Regions from separate parts of the Sus scrofa genome. Here region 1 is linked to region 2. A link is a contact called in public Hi-C data. All regions are on one chromosome and are shown on one strand. Each heading gives the region's core, a stretch centred on a gene start, on an enhancer-like site or on the middle of the called end of the contact. The rest is flanking DNA. Distances are from core to core; before and after follow the strand shown.

Region 1 (2,773 bases), core at 222-2,721, 380 kb after region 2:
ACTAATTTTTTTTTCCTTAATTACATTCCTGTTATTCTCTGCTTGTTAGTATCTTTGCAAATGGCAGCTGTAGCTCTTTGCCCCCGTCATTTCCTTTAGCAGAAATGCTAAAGGAAGCATTTTATTGTTTTACTGTAAGATCTATGGGTTAGGGAGCTTATCTCTTTAGCACTGGTTTCTGCCAGAGGGGTTAGGATTTTGTAGGTGTTCCATGAAGATTTGTTGAAAAGATGCTTGCACACGTGAATGAAGTAGAAGGTTCTCCACACTGAGCTTCAGATCCCATTCTTCAAAGTGATCTGGCCTCAGTCAGCCCAGCTCTCTTTCCTAGCTCCAGGCATCTATTACCTGTATCAGTCAGGGTCCAGCCAGTAATTGAAGTAGGAAGTATCTTAACACAGGAATTAGAGGCTTGCATCTCCATGAGAAAGTCTGGGAGCTTAGGCTTGGAGGGAATGGCTGGTGCTCAAGAAATCTGAAAGTGTAGGAAGCTGTGGCAACCTTGCAGTGATTTTTTGATAGGACACTGAGACGTCAAGTTACCGAGGCCACAGTAGCTTCTGGAGAGAAGAGGCTTCTCTTTGCTTTCCAAATGATAAGTGGGAAGCTTTCCTTGGAAGCATCTAACCCAAAATCTTAGAGGTGGATAATGCTGGGAAATGTAGTTCCTAGGAGAGAGAGCAGAAGGAGGTGAGGAGGTTTCTGCGTTAACGGTCTGACTCTTGTTAAATTCATTTTCATTTTCTCTTTGCTCCATGATAGTTTCTCACTGTAAGCCTCAGCACCTGACCTCACTCAGGCGACACTTCCATAAGTCAGCTTGTGTCTCATTGCCAACACTGGCTCTACCCCAACTTTCACCGGTAGCCAAAGGAGATCTAGTTCTTACTAGAACAAGGATATTCTTCTTCTTCTTCTTTTTCCCATTTCCAACAGAGACTAAATTATGAGGTCTAAATCTGGGTAGGGCTTTCAAATAGAGCCCTGACCAGTGCTGAATCAACTTGAAGAATGATGAAGGGCTGGCTTCTCTCTCTCGGCAGCTGCGAGCTTGGTCAGCCCTTTGCAAAGTAAGAGGAAATTTAATGAACCCAAATAAGACATGATCCTTTGTGGCTATAAAAGTTACACTTTGAAAAAGCTCAGCTGGTCAAGAGCCACTTGAAAATGATGTTACTGCTGGGGAACTCTGTCAAAAGTCCTCTCCTCTGGGTGAGTTTCCTTCTCTTTGAGGGAAAACAAAGAGAGGTTTTACAAGCTAGAGAAGGGTCATTTTGCTATTTGAAAGAGCACATTCAAAAATTGAGGCCCAGTGTGATTGGGAGACATCCATAGTCAGTACTTGTTTATTTGTCCAGCTTTACACCATGTAAGTGATGCAGAATCCTTTCCGCCTCTAATAATAACACCCCCGTGGCCCTGAGTTAATGGAAAGCTGGAATGGCCAAATAAGAGCTGGTGCTCAGATTAACCACTGTGGGTCAGACAAGTCCACAGCTGTGGTTGAGGAGGGAGGCGATGGGGTGGAGGGGAGGAAGAGCAGAGGGAGCTCTTCCTAAAATATTTTTGCCTAGTCAACAGATTTAATGCACGGTATTTTACCACCAAATTCATCAAATGGAGGATTTTCGAAAGGATCAGAGGCAATGACCACCTAATTCAGATTCTATGGTATCTAATTGTACAAGCAGCACATTTGGAAATCTTTTGTGCTTAAGGAGTCTTCATCTGTAGAGCACTTGGTTTGCTTATACAGTAGGCAACAGGGCTTAAATGGCATAATTATTATGTGTTTCTAGTTTGCCTCAAATTTTGATTCAATCAGAATCCCTGAATCTGACAGCCTATAATCAAACAAAGGGAGTGCTCTGGAAGCAAGGGATTAACAGAGGGGAATTAAACTGTCGTTTTGAAACAGCTTAGACCAATATGAAAGCCCATTTAGGAGTCTCTCCATAAATATCCCTTTTGTTTTGTCTAATTGCCGGTTTGAATGTATCAGACTCATCAATGGGATTAGGGTTAATAGATGTTTGGTCACGCAGAACATGCAGAGGAGGAATCTGATACACACACACAAAAATTGCACTTAATGAGCTTAGCAAATGTTTGCCATATTTTTAATGAACCCTGGGGCTGTCATTTAGAAATGCTTAGCAACTGCTTTTCCATCCTTGAAAATAGAGCAACTGAAGGACATTAACACTATGTACACCCGTAAATAAGAGGAGCTATTTAAAGACACCAGCCAGGAGGAGGGAATGGTGACACTTTTCTGTCCAAGAGCCAGTGTTACTTAACACTCTGGGTGTGGGTTCAGTGTCTGACAACATATTTGGGAGGTTCAAGTTTCCCCAAAGGGCACTGTGGAGCGTGAGGTTTTTGCAAAGAGTCATATAACCATTTTCCTTTTTTAAGTGAAACCTGTTTAGGATCGAATCTCCCAGTCCCCTCCCCCAGCCCCTGCTTCTGTTTTTCACACCTTCCTGCTGCCCTTTCCAAATATCTGTGGAGAGGCTTTGGAAATTGGAGAATATGTGTTGCTGCCGCTTCCCCAAGTCCAAGGCCGCCATGGCCACGAGGCAGGCCACTCCTCAGCTCAGCTGAGCAGGGTCAGATCGGCAGGCTCTTGGGATTGATTACTCAGAAGATTGAATGATCCATCTTGGGAGCCCTTGGGATTTGGCTCCGAAAGCAGTGCAGTCGGCAGTAATGGGGACTTATTGAAGTAGGCCATGTGGCTTGTGCTGTCAGAGCACAGACTGGGCCTAAA
Region 2 (2,779 bases), core at 236-2,735:
CCCAACCTCTGCTCCTCCGACTGCCCCCACCTTTCTAGCCTTGGTCCCAGCTGTGGCCGACCCGCCATCTCTCGTGGCCTGCGTGGTTTCCTGCCCGTTTCAACGGCGACAAACTCAACTTGTTCCTCCAGAAAGCGGGAAAATGAGGGGTAATCTTCATCCTACTGACCCAGAGGAGGGAGCATCTCTGGGCGCGCTGGGCCGTTTTCTTTTCAGTGCTTGGAGGGTAGCACCTAGATGAAGCTACTTTCGTGTGGACCGACTGACAGTCTGTGGACTGCGGGTAGCCCCCTCGAAAAAGTTTTTTTGGGAATTGACGACCCCTGCCCCTGGGGCCTCCAGCCCCACCCCGAAACTCCACGGTTACGCCCTCGGGACCCCTGGTCGAAACGTCCAGGAAAGCTTCCTTGAAGAGTTGCTTGGGGGAGGAGGCCCCTCTACCGGATTAAACTGCAATCGTAGCCCACTAGGGACTCCGAGAGACGCCCTCCCCAACCCCCCCTCCTGCCCCGCCCCGCGTCCCCGTCCCTCGTCCCAGTCAGCATCTTGCAGCTTAGTCTCCAGCTCTAAACAAGAACAGGGGCCTGAATCAGCGTTCACACGGAAAATTATGCCGGCTCCAGCGGCGCGTAAAATTGATGTGAACTGAACGAAGTGGGATCGGCGTGATCTTCCCTCTCTTGTCTCAACAGGGGTTTCGGAGCATTACACAAGGCCGAGCTTGTCTCTTTAAGGAGACATTGGACCCTAATTAGTCCGCATTCCTGGCGCGGCCGGGAGCAAGGGGCCGAGGGTGTTTAGATTGGAGCGGGGCGGGTGCGAGAACCCGAATTCGGAAGATCTTCTGACTAGCCTCCAGTCTCACCGCCCCCTCCACCCTCTTTATTTTGCCGCCACCATCGCCACCAACACCCAGTTCTGAAGATACAGCCAGGGCAGAGGCAACAGCAGCAGCAGCAGCCACCGCTTCTCCCAGGCCCACGTTACTTTGATTGACAGCCGAACAAATGTTTCCTCGGTTCGAACGCTCGCGCTAAGGAACGTCATCCAAGGCGAAGCTCCGCCTTGGGCGGGCCATCTCCGCCCCGCCTCTGCTAACCCCATAACGTTCCATTCATTGGTCCGAGCCGCGGACGACGCCCGGCCCCCACGTGGGTTCCAACCCCGCCGGCTCCTCCCCCCTAGCTTGCCATTTGTCAACAGTGAAATGATGGGCAGTAACACAGAACAGCGATTAATGTTCAGCCATCTCTGATTGGTTGCTGGAGACGCCTACTGCGCAGGGGGTGGGAGGGGCTCTTGGAGAGCACCCCAGAGTGGTCGCGTGGCGGGCCGGTGATTGTAGTCAATCTGGCGGAATCCTCAGCTGCGGCCGCCGGGGGCGGACTACATCTCCCGGGATGCTTCGCGGGCCCTCCACGGACGGTTGTGAATATGTATCAGAATGTTAATGATTAGCCGCTGCTAAATTTGGTCAAAGAAGTCACCTACACCGAACGTGTTGTTAGAGCTGTTCCGAGCGGGTGTTTGGGCTGTTGGCTGCTTTCTTCCCCCTCTCACACACTTGTATATTATTTTGAGGTGGTGTTCGCAGAGTTTGAAAGGAGAGAGATTTTTTTTTTTTTAAAGCCGCAAGCGTTTCACTCTCTTTTATTTTTATAATCCCCTCCAATTTGGGGTTTAAAAAGACAAGAAAACAGGAAGGAAGAAAAATAAGGAAATGAGATGTGGTAAAAGAAGCTAAAAGGTGCCTTTTAAAAGATCGTTGCTGTGAGGTGAAAAAAAATCTCCAGAGAAACCAAAAAGCACCGCCGAGATCTCTTCCGAACCAAAGGAGTTTGTGTTTGCTTTTAGGAAAGAAGAGAGAGATCATTCATTCGGAGGAATAACAACCAATTAAAAGACAAATAAAAAAAGTTTGGAGTGGGACGCCGAGCGAGCCAGTGAGCGAGCGGGCGGCGCTGCCGGCAAGCGCTGGGACGCGGAGCTCGCACTTTCCCGGCTGGGTGAGCGGCGCGGCCGCGGCGCCAGCTTCGGCGGGCGCGCCTCGGCGGAGCGAACGTCGGAGCGTTGCCGCGGGAGACGCGCGCCGGACAATGCCCGCGGCGGGCCAGTGACGCCCGCGGGGAATGCAGAGGGGCCCGGCTGTCTGCACCCAGCCCGCCGCTGCCGCGCGTTCCTGCCGCCCGCGTCACGCGAGACCCGGCGGGGGCCAGGACCGCCCGAGCCGCCCCTCGGACCCGGCCGGCCGCCTCCGCCGCCTCTTCCTCCGGGCCTTTAAAGCCAATGAGCCGCGCGCTTCTGCCCAGCGTAGCCAACTAAATCGGTTTGGATGATTCGCGACCTGAGCAAGATGTACCCACAGACCAGACACCCGGTGAGTGCGGGCGTCAGGGGCGCGGGCTCGCCGAGCGCCGGGGGATTCCCCGCGTCGCCCCCTGCGTGCCGAGTTGTGTCTGTGACCAGAGGGGCGTGGAGGGCGGCCCGAACCCGGCTCCCTGCCCGGGGAGTCGCCCGCCCCCACCACCTCTCCCCCCGGGCTCAGTGGCACTTTCGGAGCCAGGGTGCGGAGAGGCAACAGAGTTGTAGCCATTTTCTTATTGTTGTCTTTGAAGCCCCTGGAAGGCGCGCGGAGCCGTTTGTCGTCCCCGCGCCGCGACTCCTCTAGGAGGGGTGGCTAGCGATGGAGGAGGCGCGACTCCGCGCCGGGGCGGGGAGGGCGCCCTCAGCGGCGGCGCGGCGGGTCCGGCAGCGGCTCGGGAGTGCGGGACGCCTTCCA

The links. Hi-C and Micro-C count contacts between places; a contact is called where the count stands out from the background.
Region 1: a Hi-C map of skeletal muscle shows a contact between it and region 2, with 7 times the contacts expected there. The contact joins the enhancer-like site here to the promoter of TLE4 in region 2. A contact is called at or near these places in 4 of 47 Hi-C or Micro-C datasets (embryonic fibroblasts, psoas muscle and skeletal muscle) and 1 of 2 datasets of contacts at active chromatin or transcription factors (skeletal muscle).

The regions. Positions count from the first base shown.
Region 1 is chr1:232,736,075-232,738,847 of Sscrofa11.1, forward strand. All of the region lies in intron 2 of LOC102167422 (a long non-coding RNA gene), which reads left to right. Among named protein-coding and RNA genes, the nearest start is that of NPAP1, 340 kb to the right of the region's middle. Within about 2 kb of position 1,472, at least 5 of the 83 cell types and tissues checked have an H3K27ac peak or open chromatin away from gene starts, as enhancers often do. A contact at or near this core is called in skeletal muscle, where this site is marked.
Region 2 is chr1:232,354,474-232,357,252 of Sscrofa11.1, forward strand. It overlaps TLE4 (transducin-like enhancer protein 4), which reads left to right and starts at 1,486. Exons shown (of 20, transcript XM_001924195.6): 1 at 1,486-2,377. The coding sequence starts at 2,333.